Regions from separate parts of the Mus musculus genome. Here region 2 is linked to region 1. Evidence: chromatin contacts called from public Micro-C data. All regions are on one chromosome and are shown on one strand. Each heading gives the region's core, a stretch centred on a gene start, on an enhancer-like site or on the middle of the called end of the contact. The rest is flanking DNA. Distances are from core to core; before and after follow the strand shown. Region 1 has its middle 6.7 kb from the start of Gm13869. Region 2 overlaps A930006I01Rik (RIKEN cDNA A930006I01 gene).

Region 1 (3,318 bases), core at 221-2,720:
AGTCCATATTTGTTTTGCTCATCAGCGCTGTTCCTATCCCAGGGCCACAGAGTCATTTTTCTCCTGTTATTTTATTTTTCGTATTTAAAATCTTCAATACAGTCAGCAATTTCTTTGTCATGGCTTCTGTTTGTTTATTTATCTCCAAGGAGTGAAGTAAGTAGTCTTTTACTCAGTCTGCTAAATATCTGGCCTTTTTGTCATGACGTTGTAATGCCTTCCTCTGCCACGTATTAGACTTCACAAATGTCCTCCCTTGATCAAGTTTATAAGCCTATTCTCTGTAGGTGTTTTGGGATCCAGCTATCCATGGTGATATTGGTCTATCTTACCTATACCAAGCTGGGTGGATATTGTTATTAGTATTGGTATTAGTGTTAGTATTAGTATTGGTATTAGTGTTGGTGTTGGTGTTGGTGTTGGTGTTGGTGTTGGTGTTGGTGTTGGTGTTGGTGTTGGTGTTGGTGTTGGTATTGGTATTGGTATTGGTATTGGTATTGGTATTAGTATTAGTATTAGTATTAGTATTAGTATTAGTATTAGTATTATCACCTTGTACTAGTCTTCTCCAGGTGAGATGTAGCCCATCTCACGTTCTGCAGTTGACTTAGCTACCATTGCTTTCTCTTCCACAGACATCAGAATGCACTTCTCATATCTCTTAAAGAGCCTTGCTGGTGCCAGATCTGCCACTTTTAACTTATGGATAGACACGAAACTGACAATGACCATTGCGATCTGATGTTGCTCAGTAAAACGCAGGGAGTATCTCTTCTTAGGTCATTTTCATTTTCACGCTTCTTTAAATTAGAATTTTGGTTTCATTGGTCAAAACATTTCTCAGCCCTCTGTAATCTTTGTTGCTTCTGTGCATGTGCCTAGATTTAGGGAATGTATGGCTCCGGGCTTTTTCCTTGGCCAAGGATTGTGCTAGGTGGCTTTAAGTTCTTCTGAGTGTCTGTTTCCTTGTCCATTAAAAGACTGAAATGAGGCTGGTGGTCTCTATAGCAACACAGGTAGCAATGAGTTCTCAGATGGAAATGTCACAGTGTGTCAGTCCTGTACTGAAAATGTGCACATAGGTTACTTCCTGTTAGATGGAGGCAGCCCTGACACAGAGCTTAATACATCTGATGCACAGCAAGCACTCCATATATGATTGCAAATGGCCTTTTAGCAGTGAAGAAATAGAAGTTTAGAGAGCTGAGGCTACTTTCCCGGGCTCACACAGCTAGTGTGTGACTAGGTTGGAGGTATAGGAAGTACTTAAAAGCTAGTTGAACTAAACTGAAGTCAGCCCTGGAGCCTCTGAAAACTTGTTAGAAGTATACGTTATCTTGTTTGTGGCAGCTCATGTCCGACTCCTGAACACCAAAAGTCATGAATGATGTCCAGGGCCCCATTGTGTTCATGGCTGCTGGAGTTACCATTAGCTCTGACCACAGCCATTTGCTCTTGTAGAACACTGCTTTCCTAGAAACCTGCTGGCTGATAGTGGAGTCAGATAACAGCCCCGGGAAGGTAGCCCACATTCACAGGACAGGAAGTGGGTGCCATCCAGCCAGCTGGGTGAGAACCAGAGCCTCTTTCAGACAGCACATGGGGCGGGGGAGACAGCCATGGAAAACTTGTCTCTTCTCTTCCAGCAGCTAAGGGAGGCAGAACAGAGAAGGTTCAGGCTGGACCACTGTGAGAGTTTCAGGTGGGTTTTCCTGTTTCTAAAGACCCTGCAAGGGACAGTTACCTAACTCAAGCCACACTTAAGAAGGAAATGTAACCAGCTTAAGCAACTCACGGAGTAGTGATGGTTTGGCGTGAATTAAATTCAGGTTTTAGAGTTATGTCATAAGTCCTCCCTTTGCCCCCTTTTATTTACTAACAAGACAAGGTCTCATGTAGCTCAGACTAGCCTTGCATTCATTGTGGATGACGCCTAGGATAAGCATGAGCTTTGATCATTCTGATCCACCTTCTGGGTGTCAGATTCTGTGAGTGTACCACCACAGCCAGCTAATGAGGCACTGGGAACTGAACCCAGCACATGAGGCAGATGCTCCAGCAAGAGTACCACACCCTGGCTCTACCTCTTCCCATTTTTTAACCTCTTTTCTCTGAAGAAGAAAAGCATAACTCTTACTCTAGCTGCATATGTATCAAAAGATGGCCTAGTCGGCCATCACTGCAAAGAGAGGCCCATTGGACTTGCAAACTTTATATGCCCCAGTACAGGGGAACCCCAGGGCCAAAAAGGGGGAGTGGGTGGGTAGGGGATTGGGGGGGGTGGGTATGGCGGACTTTTGGGATAGCATTGAAAATGTAAACGAGGAAAATACCTAATAAAAAAAAAGAAAAAAAAAAGAAAAGCATAACTCTTGTTAGCCCCATTGATTTAATGGAACAGAGCCTCACCTTCAGCACCCGTATCAGTTCCATAAAGGATTTGGACTGGCTCTTCTTGTGTTATGGATCAATGCTCAGGCAATAGAGAATCAGGCCATGTGACTGGAAGTCTTGTAGAATATAAAGGGGCATTTTTCAAACAAAGCAAAACAAAACATAACGATGCAAAGCCTCAAGGTAGACAAAGGTAAGTAGTAGCTATCCACCATTCTTCCAGTGCTGTGGTCCACAGAGCTGTAGAGCCGGCAGGTCTGTCCCTATGAGGCTTGTATCATTTCTCAGCATCTCTACCTTCCACCTATCCTGCATGGCACATGCAGACATCCTATCAGAACAACATGACATTTTTTTTCCCTTCAGGTCTCCTGACCTTCTTTTCTTTTAGAGTGGGACCAGTTTTCTCCTAGGACTTTCTCTGGTCATCCCAGGAAAATTAAGTACCTTACTCCTGCGTGTCTTATTGCACCGTGATTATTTTTCAAAGTAGGTCATGTTGCTCTCCAAGCTAGAGTTGATGCTATTGAGCAGGAATTAATTCTTGTTTTGTTGGTCTTTGTATGAGGAAATGTGACTCTACAGTAGACACTGCTTGTTTACCCAGGATCTACCCACTGCCTTCCATCTCCCAAAGCATGACTTGGAGTTTTGTGCACACAGCTAAATGTTGATATTGTCTGTGTAACCCGTGGTAAGCAAATGGCATGATTGACTTCTGAGAGATCACTGGACTTGTGCAGAGGTGAGGCAGAGCATGTGAGACAGCTTTGCTTTCCCGTGAAAAAGGAATCACACCGGCTGCCTCTCCTCCTCCCTTCCGATTCTGTGTGCGCTGTTAATATTTGACTGTGATGCACTAAGTCATCTGCCAACAAGAGGAAAAGGTCAGGAGTCACCTTGACTGTCTTGATACAAAGGAGG
Region 2 (3,318 bases), core at 304-2,803, 140 kb after region 1:
TCGGAAAATGATAAGATGCTGACTGGTGCTCTGGTCCGAAACTCTGACAAGTGCCTCTGTCAGAGCCTACACATGGGAGAAAGTGTCATAAGCAACTTCATGGCAGGAATGCTAAAAGATCTGCTCTGGAGTTAGGCAAAGCAGGGTGTGATGTTGGCTCTGTGCCTTCCAGCTGTGTAACCGTAGGCGAGTTATTTACCTTCTCTGATTTACCCTATTGGACCTGTAACACAGACAGAGTAATAACTGAACCAAATTTGTCAGCAGATATCGGTAATCCAAGCACTGTGGAAACTGAGGCGGGGGGGGGGGGGGGCATTTCTCCTGTGTTCCAGGACAGCCTGAGCTGTATAGACAGACAGCTCCTGACTCAAAAAAATGGCAGTAGGATCTATTTCATGGTGTTGTTGGAATAATGTGGCTCTATGATACTAACTGATTAAAATGGAGACTGATCTACAAGAAGCACTAAATAAGTACTTATTATTATCATTATTAGCTGCAAAGCATCTACGGTGAGATGTGAGATTGCTTGGCGAGTTAATAAGCGATTACTTGGAATGACTTTTCTCCTCTACCGGATCACTTGGCTGCTGGATGGCTTTGAACATATTCATCTGCTATTGGAACCTCAACCACTGCAGCATGCCCGGGTTTGCATAGACACTGGCGCTTGGCAAGCTGGAGCCAGGAAGCTTAAGAAGCTATGCTAGCTCATCAAAGAGCATGAGACATTGGGAAAAGCCATTTAAAGTCAATTGGGCTGTTTACATGCAAAGAAACTTAGCAAGAAGACAGACTCCAGAGACCTTCCTTGCTCTGACCTCAGTTTCCCCATCTACAAGAGAAGGCTCCCATCGCACTGTCTCTCTCTGAATTCCTTGCCTGCAAAGGAGGTCCTTGATTCTGCCAGGACAGTCTTAACAGCCAGCCCTGGGCATGTGTCTGCAAGGCCAACTTCTGCAAGGCCAGGCGGCACTTGGCATGGGCCAGAGTTTTGCAGGGTTCTTCACACAAACCTTCCATCTAGGGCACATCTCCATGACCTCTGCAGCTTCCTAATACCCAACAGTTCCCATAGCTCCCTGATGACACTGTCTGCAGCCACTGAAGACATCTTCAATGAAGACCTCAGTCCTCACAAATATGCCTCCTTCCAGCAGGTGCCCTGTCTGTCTGCATCACTAACTTACCCAGAGTTTTCAGAAAGAACGTTCTTTGCTTCCCTATTGATATGGATATTATTTTGCACTTTAGGGGAGAACAAGTGTGTGTGTGTGTGTGTGTGTGTGTGTGTGTGTGTGTGTCTCTGTGTGTGTGTGTGTGTGTGTGTGTCTGTGTGTCTGTGTGTCTGTGTGTGTGTGTGTGTGTGTGTCTGTGTGTGTCTGTGTGTCTGTGTGTCTGTGTGTCTGTGTGTGTGTGTGTGTGTGGTTTGTCTGTGTTAAAACTTGGCATTTTTCCAAAGCAAAACCTTGCTTTAGGGTTAGGAAGACATTGCCATCTAGTGGCTGCATGCAGAAGTAACCAGACTGCAGCCAAAGAGTCCCTAAAGCTTGAATCCAACTCACTGACTTTCCCAATGTCAAGAGAGGGTTTTGGACTGTCGAGACTGGAACACACAGACCTACTGATCTCCCCGCCCCCAGCAGGGGAACCCCATCCCCTGGCCTAAAATGCTCCTTGGACTGAGGCTGGCAGGACCAGAATTGTTTCCATCCCTTGTGCCCCCTCCTGCTTTTTATCAGCATTGCGGGAGGCAGAAGAGAAAGATCAGCCATCTCTCCTGGCAACCGGCTAAAGGCTTTTCTGAGATAAGGAGGAGGCAGATAAGGAACCGGAGGGAGAGAGAAATCATTGATGGGGGAAGTGAAATGTCTTTCTTGTGTTCCCAGTCCAAGGATGGTGGCTCATGCTTTAACTCTAAAGCAAATAATGGAAGACACTTTCAGTTTGTGAAGCTTTTTTTTTTCTCTAAAATATCGATTTTGTCTCCCCCCCACCAGCCTAACTCATTGTACAAAATAATGGGTGTCATTAAGATGTTTTCAAACATGTATTAATGTGCTTTGGTCATTCACCTCCTGTGTTACCCTTCTCCTCTCTCCTAACCCCAGTCTTTCTCCCAATGGTAAGGATTAGGGATCTCAAAGAAGTAACTTCAGAAAGGAAAACCCATCACTTATGCAAAGTGTGACAATCCATTCTTGTGTAAATGGAGCCAGGAATCACAGACCTCCTTAGTTCCAACGCTTGTATTTGCATATAGCTTTGCAGTTCACTACACGCATTAATGTACTTAACATTCTTTAATCTTTACAAATACCCCCATGGACGGAATTATTAGTCATGAGCGACGAGGAAATAGAGCTTGGGAGACATTGAGCAATTTTCCTGAAGTCACACAGCTATCAATGGCAGCACTGGCTTCTCTTGCTGTCCGGACAACGTGCCAAGTGCTTCTGAGGAAACTATGGCTTCTCCCATAACTATGGCTTCTGGGGAGCAGCTAGAGAGTCTGTCACCCCGAGTTATCCCTGCCTGTCACCTACAGCCCCCCAGTCTCCCTGCAACCACTCCTACAGCTGTTTGCCTGACTGCCCAGCATGTTAGAAAACCCTATGACCCTGGCCATCATTTACAATTGGCTTAGAGACAACGCTCACATTTTTTGAGAGAGCAGCACAGCAGGGCACAGCATCACCCTTGCTTGGCGGTGATGGGGCCACCAGCCTGGATCTGTTGTACCGTTGGGAGAGCTTTCTGTGGACTTGTTCTGTCACCCCCTACCAGATAGTGCTTTGGTAAATGTCCTGATATCGATTCTCATATTCTCGTTCTAGTGTTTATAAATACCAGCTGTCCTCCTGATGCCCCACCCTCTGAACATCATGACCTGAAACCTGTACTCTCATGCTCTACTCTTCTGCATCCACCCTCCCTCTGTGAAGAAACAATTCAGCGTCTAAGTACCATCTCTAGGCTGATGATTCCCAAATGGAGACCCACAGCCCACCTCTCCCCCTATACACCACGCTCACAACGGCTTCTCCTGAGCATCTGCAACGTGACAGTTGGCATGTCCACACCCAAACTCATGACTGACCAACTGGTTCACAAGTTTTCCCATCCCAGTAAATGGTAATTCTACCCTCTTCCTCCCATACTCCAAATCACTACACTGGATTCATCCCTGAGTTCTTCCATCCCACCCAAGGCCAGCCTCTGAGAAGCTTGCCTGCCTCCGTAGCAAATTTAGAATATGCTTCTTCCCAGCTACCCTCCTGCAGACGATTCCAATAGCCTCTGACCTGGTCTCCC

What was found. A called contact is a pair of places that touch in the nucleus more often than the background predicts.
Region 2: a Micro-C map of the G1E-ER4 cell line shows a contact between it and region 1, with 2.4 times the contacts expected there. The contact joins two enhancer-like sites. A contact is called at or near these places in 14 of 484 Hi-C or Micro-C datasets (the AML12 cell line, the G1E-ER4 cell line, the HPC-7 cell line and 8 more), 2 of 115 datasets of contacts at active chromatin or transcription factors (bone marrow-derived dendritic cells and trophoblast stem cells) and 1 of 9 other capture datasets (embryonic stem cells).

Annotation. Positions count from the first base shown.
Region 1 is chr2:103,202,036-103,205,353 of GRCm38.p6, forward strand. No RefSeq gene overlaps it. Among named protein-coding and RNA genes, the nearest start is that of Gm13869, 6.7 kb to the right of the region's middle. Within about 2 kb of position 1,471, at least 3 of the 459 cell types and tissues checked have an H3K27ac peak or open chromatin away from gene starts, as enhancers often do. A contact at or near this core is called in the G1E-ER4 cell line, where this site is marked.
Region 2 is chr2:103,345,993-103,349,310 of GRCm38.p6, forward strand. The region is part of intron 1 of A930006I01Rik (RIKEN cDNA A930006I01 gene); the gene reads right to left. Among named protein-coding and RNA genes, the nearest start is that of A930006I01Rik, 25 kb to the right of the region's middle. Within about 2 kb of position 1,554, at least 34 of the 459 cell types and tissues checked have an H3K27ac peak or open chromatin away from gene starts, as enhancers often do. A contact at or near this core is called in the G1E-ER4 cell line, where this site is marked.